Linked DNA regions of Hordeum vulgare: all the other regions are linked to region 1. A link is a contact called in public Hi-C data. All regions are on one chromosome and are shown on one strand. The core of a region is the stretch at or near the end of the contact, and the rest is flanking DNA. Distances in the headings are between cores, read along the strand shown. Region 1 has its middle 52 kb from the start of LOC123411035. Region 2 holds the start of LOC123408839 (F-box protein FBW2). Region 3 has its middle 10 kb from the start of LOC123411559.

Region 1 (4,141 bases), core at 1,130-3,629:
TCCTAGAAACATCAAGGGGTTTTCTATAAAAGTAAAAAATCTAGCTGAAAACCAAACTGTTGGTTGATCAACAGGAATATTAGTTTTTTTGATTGCATAATAGCTTGACGGACCAAGAATATTTTATTCATTTATTGGTAGGTCTAGCTGTAGATTTTAGAAGAAATTTTCAATATACATATTCGAAAACCTGATTTATTTTTAAAAATAAATTTGGCAAATGTCAATACAGTGAAATTGGGTTGTTAACATAACTTTTAAAAAATGTTGATAGATTTAAAAAAATACTTGTTATATTGAAAAAATGTTACGAGTTTGAAAAACATGTACATGACATTTCAAGAACAATTACATGGAATTTTCAAGAAATGTACATGGTATTTACAAAATTGTTCTTGTAATTAAAAAAGAATTCGAACTATGTATAAAAATGTAAGAAAAGTGTACGATCTTTACAAAAAGGAGATAACCAAACATATATCTGAAAAAAATGTTCATCATTTATACAAAGATGTTTAACTACATAAAATAAATAGAGTATACCTAAAATGTACAACGTGTACAGAAATAACAGAGAGGAAAACATATATTTTTAAAAAATGCTATGTATTATAAAATGTCTTTTATGTGTACCAAAAAATTACAATTTGTATGAAAAAGGAAGATATCAAAAGACGTATTTAAAAAACATTTTTAATCATGTATATGAAAAATGTCAAATATATAAAATCTGTTTTAGATGTTTACATAAAATGTATAATGTGTATAAAATATATGAATAAAAAATTATATTTTATAATCAGTGTTAATCATTTAGATGAAACATGTCAAAACTGTATAAAAATCATAGGCAAAAACATATATTTGACAAAAATGCTATGATGTGAATAAAAGTAATAAACATGTATAAAACGTATTTAGGACACATACCAAAATTTCTTCAAATGTATGTATATATTAGAATAACATGTTAATCAGGTATTAAAAAACGTCAAGCATGTAATAATAATGACGTAGAAAAAAAGCTTCATTGTGTATGAAAAATGTAGACATTTGTCAACCCCACCCCCCTCCCCACCCCCCCCCCCCCCCCCAAAAAAAGGAAAAATGAAGAATACTAAAGAGAAAAAGAAAAGGAATATGAGAAGACCTAAGAAAAATGGATGCAAAAAAGTAAATAGAAACAAAGTGAATGAGAAAAATGAAGAAAACAAAGAAAGAAATAAAAGAACCAACGTAAAATGGAAAAGGGAAGAAAACATATCAGTGAAAACTCAGAAAATCAGTAAAGAAAACAAGAAAAACAAGTGGATAATAACCGTCAAGAAAAATAGAACGCGAACATGCGACCGAATGCACGTGCAAAAATGTGCCAGCCCTAGTAATGTAACACAGAGAGAGGTTTAGGCGAGAATATGGTATGAGTCGCAATAAAAGAGAAATAGTCGGCGCGCTTTGGACCTTCTAGACATCACATATGGACATATCCTATTTGACACCCCAGGCGTCGGTTAGCGTGTATTTTGTTAACTAGAGATTTTGCTTCCTGTGTTTAATCCCAAAAATAAAATATGTTGACACCGATTCGATCAATCGAACACACAACTTCCTTCATGAGCACATGACAACCACCAGGCTACTAACAAAGTTGTGCAATGAATCTTTATTTTTCTCTTTAGATTCGTTTTTCAGTTCGTTATGTGCATTTTCTTTTCTTTCTCCTAGTTCTTTTAACTTTTCTTTCATTCTTTTCTTATATGAGCGGTTTTTTATTTTTTGAATATTTTTCACCGAATTTGATGATCTGTTTTTCACTTTTTGATGAATTTTTTTGAAATTTTTATGAAAAATTTCCATTTTTGGATGAACTTTTTTTGAAAATCAATGAAAATTTGATGATTCGGATGAACTTTTTTGAAAACCAATAAAAGTTTTCAGATCCTATGTTTTTTTTCAATTCCATTGAAACTTCCAACTTCGATGAACTTTAGTTAAATTCAATGATTTTTTTTCAGTTTCGAGGAACTTTGTGTCAAATCGTGAACTTTATCAAATTAGGAATTATTTTCTAAACTTTCATTTCCTTTATTAATTAATTTATGTAGTTATATAATACTACTATATGTTAATGTTCGTACTAAAACCAGTGTCAAATAGGTTTATTTTCTAGTCGTAATCACCAAAACTGTGCCTGGTCTAGAGGTGAAGGCATGAAGCTGTATACTTTGGCGTGCGGAGATAGATTCACACTTAGCCTAAATTAACACCGTAAATTTTTCGTTGCGTTTGTTTTTTCAGCAGGTTGACTGGGCCGGCCACTACATGCGCATGCGAGCGCTAGTAGCACTAACTGGCGCTTCCAGCGTCCAATAAGAGGTCCCTCGCATATGGTGAGGGGAGGATAGGAAACATATAGCCATCGTGCACTTTGGACCGGTCCAAGAGTCGGGGTGCCTGTTTTTCATTCTTTTTTGTTTCTTTTTATCATTTATCATTTTTATTAAAATTCGACAAAATTTAGGTGAATACAACGAACTTTCATGAATTATGAAAAACTTTGTAAATACCATAATTGTTCGTGAATTTGTTTGTATGGATTGTGCTCCCGCCAGAAGCATGGGTTGTGCTTCCATCAGAAAGCAATAGCATTTACTTCCTGGAAAAGAGAGAGCCAGAGCTTGTGCTTTCTAAAAGATATTAAATCGCAACTGTGCTTCTAGGTCTCCATTTTCCTTTTAACTTTTGATTTACTTTTCTTTAATTTATTTTATAGTCTTTTTTTTGGTTTTCATCTTTGTTTTGACCACCGTTTTTCCTGGTTTTTCTATGAAATTTTTCATCAAAACCTTTTAACACGAGATCTTGTTTCGTAGGCCTTGTGGCAAGAAATCCAATGCTAAAAACAGTTTATGATTTATACGCACGGTTTAAGAGCGAGAAAAAGAACATACAAAAAAAAGGAAAACGTCCCAGATTGCGCCGACTATAACAAATGCGGAGCGCTACTGAGCACCAGAGAAAGTTGGAAGTGATCTTTGCGTGGGGTATCCTTTAATTAGCAATTTCGAGTGTTGACTAGGTGCGAACTGGCCCACCAGCGCTCACGCACCCCTCACATGGGCCGGCCCTGTCTTGCTTGAGGCCTTGAACTGCTCGACTCGCTTGCTTCGCCTCGCTCACTCGCTCGCTCAGACCGATCTTTACTTTTTTCCGCACGACATTTTCTGTTGTTGGTATGCTGTCTTAGGAAAAAAAAGGTTGATCTTCTATGGAACATTCAAAACAAATAGGATCATAAACCAAATCGGATTTGGAAAATTTTCATTAACTTGATAATATCCAAGAAACTTAAATAAAGTTTGCGAATTTGAAAGAAAATATACGAATTTTAAATAATTTGTGAAATTGGAATAAATCCATTAGTATATAGAAAGTTCATGAAATAGAAAAAATGGAGATTTTTTGACAGGCATTATGAATTTGAAAAAAAGTAGTGAATTTTCAAAAGTATCACAAAATTAGAAAAACATTTAGGATTTTAAAAAAATTCATTCGAGTGGGTATGTGCTCTGCATACCAATTGTTGTTTAATTGGGGAATGTGAACGGAATATACCATTCTCTAGAACAAGGGTTTTTCGTTCCTCGACCAAACCGAACACGAGAATAGGCTTTGACTACGGGACGGATCCGTTACGTTTCAACTGATGACTACACACCCTAGAGTGTTGAATATAAACCAGGCCATCTCCGCTCCGGCCACGCCCCGCCCAGGCTCGACCCAAAAATCCAGAGCCTGGGCCCATGGGCAAGCCCGTGGACCGGGCTTGGGCCTGAATTTTAAGCCCGTCATCAGGGTTGGGCTGGGTTTGGATTTGGCATATTGAGATTTTAGGGAAGAGGTCCGGTCCTAGGCCCGAGGATTTTCAACAGACGGATTGTGCTTGAACTTGAAAAGTAGGCCCGATGGTAAGGCCAGGGCCTGGGCTGAGCCTTAATTTTCTGCTATGGGCCTTTTAGGCCTGGCCCGGCCCTATCCATCGCCAGTTATAGCTGAATAGAACTTGCACGGGACCTCATACATACGCAAGACCACAAGCCTGAAGTGTAGCGATCAGTGTGCTGGCCACCACATGATTTTC
Region 2 (4,141 bases), core at 617-3,116, 710 kb after region 1:
TTCATTCGCCTAATGATGTAATCCCATTATCAAATGGCAACTCATGTCTATGGTTATGAAACCTTAACCATCTTTGATCAACAAGCTAGTCTAGTAAAGGCTCACTAGGGATACCGTGTTGTCTATGTATCTGCACATGTATCTGTGTTTTCGATCAATACAATTCAAGCATGGATAATAAACGATTATCATGAACAAAGAAATATGATAATAAACAATTTATTATTGCCTCGAGAAAATATTTTCAACTGTTAGGTCTCAAGACGAGCGAAGGGCTCAAGCAGTTTCAAATTGGAAAATCATGGGAAGGGTAACAGTTTTCCCGATGAATATGACTAGTGGGACATGGTCAGAAACAAATCTAGTTAGGGAAACCATAGTTAAAATTTGAAGAAAAGGTCCATCGTGAAAGTCGTTTACATTACTTTACATTACTGTAATTTGCGAGAACCATATGCATGAAAGCATCTTGTGTTTTTGTCTCTTTCAATGGCAACCGTGAATCCTTTTTTTCAATAGAGAACATTTATTCAACTGTTCACTCGAGGATTTAGATGACAGCGCATCTAAGACCCTAATTGGATAGGAACCTTATTTCCTCGTATTGGTGTATTGCATGCGAGGAGATGGGATGTTGCCATATTTTGAATGCAAAGCACGACCGCTTGATGGCGATGGCTAAAGCAAGCACACTGTTTGAATGATGATGGGCCAAATCCTAGGTCATTGGATTGTTGGGCCACAAGTGCCCAATCATTTTCAAACCCGAAAACCGCGGGAAGGGAGCGGTAGTAGGGTGGGGGGCATGGTTGTAAACAAACCTAGTTAGGGAAGTGATGGTTGAAATTTGAAATTCTTTTATGTCAAACGTCGTTTAGAAATTTGCAATCATATTTACTTTATTTTACTATAATTTGCTAGGAGCATAGATATGTAGATATTTTCTGTTTTGTCTCCTTTGATGTTAGCATTGAATTTCACTTCTTTGTCAACACGAACATTTCTCTAATTGTTCGCATGACGAACAACTACTGAACGTGACATAACGTTGGGCCCTAAGACGAGTAAAGGTCTCGAGTGTTTTTAAATCAAAAAATCGCATCAAGGTGGACAGTTGTATTGACGAATATTACTAGCATGACATTAGGAAAACATATCTACTCCTACTTAGGAAAGTAATAGTTAAAATTTGGAGGAACAAAAACATATCTAGAAAGCCTTTATGCAAACACAAAAAGCCATAGAAACATAATAGCACTTTGATCCCACATTAATTTAGAACACATCTGTCATGTACTTTCTTTGTTTTTAAATATTTTTTTTTTGATATTTCACTACGAAATACTTTCTTTGTAAACTAATATAAGAGCAACCGAACCCGCGAGCTAAAGTTGTGGTTTAACGACACTTTCCAAAACCCAGACGTCCGCTTTATAAGACATTCTGCTGATTGCCTATTCAGTTGCACCTAGCCCTTACTTTGCAGAGGGAGTACATACGGATGCATATAGACATATTTTAAAGCATAAATTCACTCAATTTGTTTCGTATGTAGTCTATATAAAAAAATATGAAGACTTAAGAGTATTTAGAAACTGAGGGAGTATCATTGAATCTGGAATAAAAAATCTACCCCACACACACCGCAGCATCACAGATAAATCCTGCGTCAACGTCAGCAATCTCGTCAACAAAATCATGACTCGCTCGCTCGATCCATGGCCCCTTCGTTTGAGCGCATCACGTTTTAAGTTAGAACACCTGCGGTCGCGTCACGTTTTCAGCTTCAGAACCGCTCCAGCCCGGCCGCGTTTTCCATCCCCGCTGCACCGCAAAAGGCACGCGCGCGCAACAAAAGGAGAAAGACTTTCCGGTCCTCTCGCCGACCACCTCACCCCTCCACTGTTACACTCAACTCTGTCTCCCTCCCCACCCCACACCCCTCCTCCTTCCCTACCGAGACGCCCTCCACAGATCCAAGGAGCGTCGCCACCGCCACCGCCACCACCTCCGCCGCGGCCCGGTAAGCCTCCTCCCTCCCGTCCAGCCACCCCGCCGCCGCCACGAGCCGGCCCGTCACCCCCCTCCCCACGGCGTCAACGTTGTTCATTCCCCCTCCCGGCCATCCCGCGAGCGAATCCTCGCCAAGGCGGGGAGGGGCGAAAGAAAAAGACGGGTCTCTCTCCATCTTATTCTTATTCGCCTCCCTTCTCCTTTCGCGAAAGAACAAAAGAAATCATGGACGGGAAAGGCCGGCCGAGCTTTTGCGCTCTTTCTCGCGAGCGCGCGTCCAGAGGCCACCAGCGTAGGCCGGCGTAGTATATAGGTTGGCGCCGCCAGTTGCCGCGCGCCACGCTTTCTCGAATTCCTCGTTCCCTGGCGAAGGGCGCTGCTTTAGATCTGCGCGCGGCGTCCTCTCCTCGCTCCTGGCACTCGCTGGTTGGTGTGAGTGCGAGTGAGGCGATGCTTAACAAAGCTTAATTCCTTGGCTGGGCTGGCTTTTGGTTGGTGCTCGCATCTTGCTGCTGCTCTAGCAGCAGCGTTTGGTTCTTGGATGGATAGGTTTCCTGATTTGGGTCCTCGCTACCAGTGACCGGCCCGCTTTGCGCCAAGAGGGGGTGCTATTTTTAGCGCCCGCGTGCGCTGCTCTAGGCGCTCTGCCATATCTGGCCTGCTTCTTGGACTGGTAAAAGAAAGCTCATCTTTCCTCCCCTTCTCCCGGCCATCTCCCCTCGGTTCGACCTCATTTCTTCCTGTAGTTCTGTTGAAGTTGCAGCGTGCGACCTCTCTCTTCGCAGCTCAGGGGAAGCTTTGCAGTTGTGTTCGTCCTGGTGTGTTTTTTTCCCTCTGGGAATTTTATCGTCATCGCTGGGTTTTATTTTTCCTGTACCTTGGTAGCTGCTCCTTTATGGTGGTCTTGCCATATTGGCAATTTATTATCTCGAAATAAATGTTGGTTATCTGGATTTTTTTTTTCATACCATAGGAAAGCACATTCGTACTGTTAATGTGAGTCACCTCGAAATTCTGAATGTGCTGCTTCAAGCCTTCAACTATGTGAACTAAGGAGATTTTATCGGAGATTCATGTATGATTGTTCCTGAAACAGGTGGATCATACAACTTGCATGATCAGTCCTGGAAGGATCAGGGATGGAAGAGCACGGTGAGCAGAGATGTTGGGAGGACCTATTGCCAGATGCCCTGGGGCTCATCTTCCGCAACCTCTCCCTTCAGGAGATGCTCACCGTGGTTCCCCGGGTTTGCAAATCCTGGAGCCGGGTGGTCTCAGGTCCCTACTGCTGGCAGGAGATCGACATCCAGGAGTGGAGCCAGCAGCAGAACAAGCCTGACCAGCTCGCCCGCATGGTTCATACGCTCGTCACTCGCAGCGATGGCTCGTTCCGCCGCATTAGCGTGTCCGGGCTTCCAAGCGACTCGTTGTTCACCTTCATCGCAAACCAGTAAGTAGTGTCCTTCTGTCGAAATCATTTTTATGTTTGATGATGCTTTGCTCTGATAAGATTTGATAACCTAGATGGGAACGGTATATTAGTTTTATTAGTTGTGAACCATTAGCTGGTGGGAATGTGCATGTTGCTGTAGTGCTTGTTCAGATTCGACAGCATCCTTGCATAATGCAGGAAGGCTCTTGTGCAAAATATGGTTTAGGTTGCCACAAGGTATAGTGGCAGGTGAAATATCATGGCTTTGTGATTGCATTATAGGAGTTGCATCACTAAGGCGGTTAGGGAGGAGAAGGGTGAGGTCGACGGAGAGGTGGGGCGGGAAGTAAGAGAGTGGTGTCCACGGTAGACGAAAGGGCGCAGGGTGTATGTGTAGGGTTTTAGTGCATGCGGTAAGAAAATGGAAGACGGAGATCGGATGGATGACATGATCGAACGATCGAGGGCCCAAATCTCTAAGAAATGCTGCAAGGCATGAATGCTAATACGTCTATTCATTAGAGAATCATGTGCTAATGAATATAAACAATTACCTTATGTAATTGATTCCAAATTTACCTGCCTTGCTGCTGTATTTGTCTTTACACAATAAGGTCCGCTCTATTATTGCTGAATTCTCGTAAACTATTAATTCAGTTGCACAGATGCAAATGGAGTAGTATCATTCCCGTGCAT
Region 3 (4,141 bases), core at 582-3,081, 570 kb before region 1:
TGTGAACAAAAATATGGAAATAATAAGGTTTTTATTTGTGGACAGTTTATGAAAACAGGAACATTTCTTTGAAATCATGCTCATTATTCCAAAAATTCTGAAAATAGAACTTCATATTTTTTTTGAAAAATAAAAACATTTTCTAAAAGCCCAAGTCAAATATTTCAAAATGTGAAAATTATTTGAATTTATTAACAGTTATTTAAAACACGACCATTTAGAAAAGAATACTATAATTTTTAAAGAACGGATATTTTTTTAGTTTCTCAAAACAAATCAGAAAATATGAACGAATTTCAGATATGATAACATATTTCTAGTTTGAGAAAAATTAAATCTTGAACATTTTTTAAATCTGAACGAGGTTTCAGAAAATACAAACATATTTGAAAAACATTTCATTTATTTATAAATAAAACTATCGAAAAAAATAAGTGAAATAGAAAGAAAAAAATTAAACAGAAACAAGAAATGAAAAAAGGAAAAGAAATAGAAACCCCAGAAGAAAATTTGGTTCAGGAAATCCTCTAGAAGCTTTACAAAACCCATAAAAACTGACTTGAAATCTTAGAAGGTCCCCAAAATAGGAATCTGTTGGCGGAATAAATGGACGGCGGCCCACTCAGTCGCTCACTCGCTGGTCCCTGTAGGCTGCAGGTGACGACTTCAGTAAGAGGCATTATGCATCGTATAGGAGCTCCCAATAGCAGGGACCGAAGTACGGAACCTCCTACCTGCCACTCGTTGTGGCAGGGACGAGCTGCAACAAGGGCTCGACCCAACTCGAACGCCCAAATTGGAACATTTTTTAAATCTTAAGAACAAAATTTGAAAAGGAGAACAATTTTGAAAAACCCCGAATAAATTTAAAAGCGTGAACAAATATACAAAGCATGACCATTTTTTCAATTTTGAGAACAAATTTTGAAACCGAGAACAATTTTGAAAAATCCTGAACAAATTTGGAAGCGCGAACAAGTCTCTAAAGCACGATCATTTTTTGAATCTTGAGATCAAAATTTTGAAAAGGGGAACAATTTTGAAAGAACCAAAAAAAAATTAAAAACGTGAATATTTAAAGCATGAACATTTTTTCAATTTTGAGAACAAATTATGAAACTGAGATCAATTTGGAAAAATCGTGAACAAATTCGAAAGCACGAACATTTTTTGAATCTTGAGACCAAAATTTTGAAACGGAAAACAATTTTGAAAAACCCCGAACAAAATTGAAAGCGTGAACAAAATTTTGAAGCATGAACATTTTCTGAATTTTGAGAATAAATCTTGAAAGCAAGAGCAATTTAAAAAAACCTTGAACAAATTTGGAAACGCGGACAATTTTTTAAAACATGTACAATTTTTGAATTCTGAGAATAAGTTTTGAAATCGAGAATAATTTTGAAAATTCCTGAAAAATTGAAAAATGCGAAAAAAATTAAAGCACGAACATTTTTTTAGTGTTGATAACAAAAGTTTGAAACGGAGAAAACTATTGAAAGAAAAACTGAACATATTTAGAAGCACGAATAATTTTCTAATGCTCGAACATTTTTTGAACCTTAAGAACATATTTTTAAACCGAGAAAAAATTTGAATCTAAAGAACAAATTTTGAAACTGAAAACAAATTAAAATCTTAAGCACAAATTTTGAAACAGAAGCAGAAAAGAATAAAGAAAAAGAAAAAAGGAAAAACCGGTCAAGAAAACCTTCAATTTTTTTTTAAAACCGTCTGGAACAGGTTTCGAAAACCGGGAAGCTGCATCCCGCCAGCCCATTCCCTGCAGCTCTGTGCGAAGGCCCGGCACCGCTTTGCACAGATCTGCTAATGAGGTTTTTACCGAAGTACGGCTCGCATAAAATAGATTCGATAGTGGACCACCACAGTAGCCGTCATTCCATTTGGTGTTTCTTGTTTCTTTCGATTTTAGTTTAATTCGTTGCTTTTCGTTCTTTCTTGTTTTCAAATGTATTATTGTCATTTTTAGAAATGTAAAAACAATTATACAGTTTGTAAAAGGTGTTCATATCATTCAAAACCGACTTCACTTATTTTGTAAAGTATTCACGTGCTTTAGAAATATGTTAGTAGGATCTCAAGATTAAAAAAATCATATAATTTTAGAAAATTACTTGTAAATTTCACCAAAATACTCGTGACATTCTAAATAATGTTCTAGCACTTAAAAAATGTTTACACGCTTTAAAAAGTATAATGGATTTTATGGATAGTATAATGGATTTAGAAAGTATGCGTTAAGAAAATGTTCACCCTGTATTTTCAAAATCTTCAATGTCTATGTAAAAAATGTATTCTAAAAATTTCTCAGCATGTATTTGGAAAATGTTCACCGTGTATTTTCAAAATCTGCAATGTATATCTAAAAAATGTATTCTAAAAATTCCTCAGATGTACATAACAAGTGTTGGATGTTCATTTCATAATTGTTCAACTTGTATTAAAAAAAGAATGTTCAACCTGTATTCAAAAAAATCCTCTAAAAATGTTCGATGTGTATATGGAAAATATTCAACGTCGTTAAGAAAATATGATGTGTCTTTGAAAAATGAAGAAGAAAATAACATAAAGAATCAAAGCATGAATAAACCGATACAGAAAACAAAAAGAAAAAAAACATAAACTTCTAATACCGGTCCGACCTAATCCATAGAAGCTTCTCAAAACCACTAAAGGTAATTAGGTGCACTCCGTTTATGTCGTTTGGTTTATACATTCTTTTGTTTGTATTGTATTGATACTTCAGTAAACATGGTATGAGATTAGAAGACATTTCTGTTTCGGTATATACCAAATTATTTCTATATGGTTTTGGTAAATGCCGCAATAATCAAAATTGACATAGATTTGAAAATGACATAATATTTTTTCCCAAATTCATTAATCAATACACGTACTTTTTATACAAACAATATATAACCATACATAAGTATATATCCTGAAGTTAATTTAGCTTTAGCAATAAATTACTAGAAGGACTGGGCGTGCTTCGCTGCGTCATAAGATTAAAAAAAACCTAATCACTCTGTTTCAAAATACAATGTGTATAATTTTTTAATAATGCCAAACTTTTAAAATTTGATTAAATTTGTAAATAATTATACCAAAATTCATAATATCAAATTGCTGTGATTAGATTCATTGTTAAATGAGTTATCATATTTTTTATTTAATATTATGGATGTCGGTATTTTCCTTCTTAACTTGGTCAAATTTGAAGAATTTGACTTTCCAAAAAATAATATCCCTTATATTTTGAAACTAATGGAATATTGTGTTTGTTGTGTGGGGGAGATGTCATGGTATGTTTTTATTTTATTTATAATTCGGTAATTTGATGGATATTTCGTGGTGTGATTCTATATTAGATGCTAACCAATCTTATATATGTGGAAAAATTTCTACGTCTACGGCTGCACGATCATGATTGATATATTTTTATGGGCTGATTGTTGTTGATTGATTTGAAAATTTATTAGTTCAGTCAAAATCATAAACCAAACCCATTAAAAAGCATAATTTATCCGTCTAAAGATTTTAACCAAAGTTTTGAGAAATTGCTGACCCGGTTAAAATCGGATGATCCAATTTTAATTAGAGTCTTAAAGACCTCAAATGAATGTGAATCTTTAAAATTAAGAAATATAGTGTTATAAAGGTATAAATAAAATAATTAAATGAAAGAGCTTTGAGAAATTATTGACCAGGCCAAAATCGGGTGTTACAATGTCAATTGAAGACCTCAATTGAATGTGGACTCTTCAATGTGCCACTTGCAAATTCTACACACAATGTCTCGGGTATCAACCAAACGAGTGGACGTGGCTCTCCTCCTATTTCTAATCAGATGTTAATTGTGTAGAATTTGCAAACCACATGTGGTTGGGTCGTTAGAGAAACAGTGATATTTCCAAACAATTAAGGTTTAAATTTTGGTGCTGACATTATTTTTCATCAGGATTTTCGGCAATGTATATTCAGTGAGAGGAGATATTTCCGTAAAGACAAGGCGCCTATGATGACTTTATAAATCTTAAAATAATATGCTGGCGCAGTTTCTCACAAATGCTCATATTAGTAGAGTGTGCGTCCGTGTGTTCACAATATAGAATTTAGCCCT

Evidence for each region. Hi-C and Micro-C count contacts between places; a contact is called where the count stands out from the background.
Region 2: a Hi-C map of seedling shows a contact between it and region 1, with 5 times the contacts expected there. The contact joins the promoter of LOC123408839 here to the enhancer-like site in region 1. A contact is called at or near these places in 2 of 6 Hi-C or Micro-C datasets (leaf and seedling).
Region 3: a contact with region 1 is called in a Hi-C map of leaf, with 6 times the contacts expected there. The contact joins two enhancer-like sites. A contact is called at or near these places in 4 of 6 Hi-C or Micro-C datasets (leaf and seedling).

Annotation. Positions count from the first base shown.
Region 1 is chr7H:84,009,904-84,014,044 of MorexV3_pseudomolecules_assembly, reverse strand. No RefSeq gene overlaps it. Among protein-coding and RNA genes, the nearest start is that of LOC123411035, 52 kb to the left of the region's middle. Within about 2 kb of position 2,379, at least 3 of the 3 cell types and tissues checked have open chromatin away from gene starts, as enhancers often do. A contact at or near this core is called in leaf and seedling, where this site is marked.
Region 2 is chr7H:83,303,714-83,307,854 of MorexV3_pseudomolecules_assembly, reverse strand. It overlaps LOC123408839 (F-box protein FBW2), which reads left to right and starts at 1,866. Exons shown (of 3, transcript XM_045101881.1): 1 at 1,866-2,023; 2 at 3,110-3,463. The coding sequence starts at 3,153.
Region 3 is chr7H:84,583,206-84,587,346 of MorexV3_pseudomolecules_assembly, reverse strand. No RefSeq gene overlaps it. Among protein-coding and RNA genes, the nearest start is that of LOC123411559, 10 kb to the left of the region's middle. Within about 2 kb of position 1,831, at least 2 of the 3 cell types and tissues checked have open chromatin away from gene starts, as enhancers often do. A contact at or near this core is called in leaf, where this site is marked.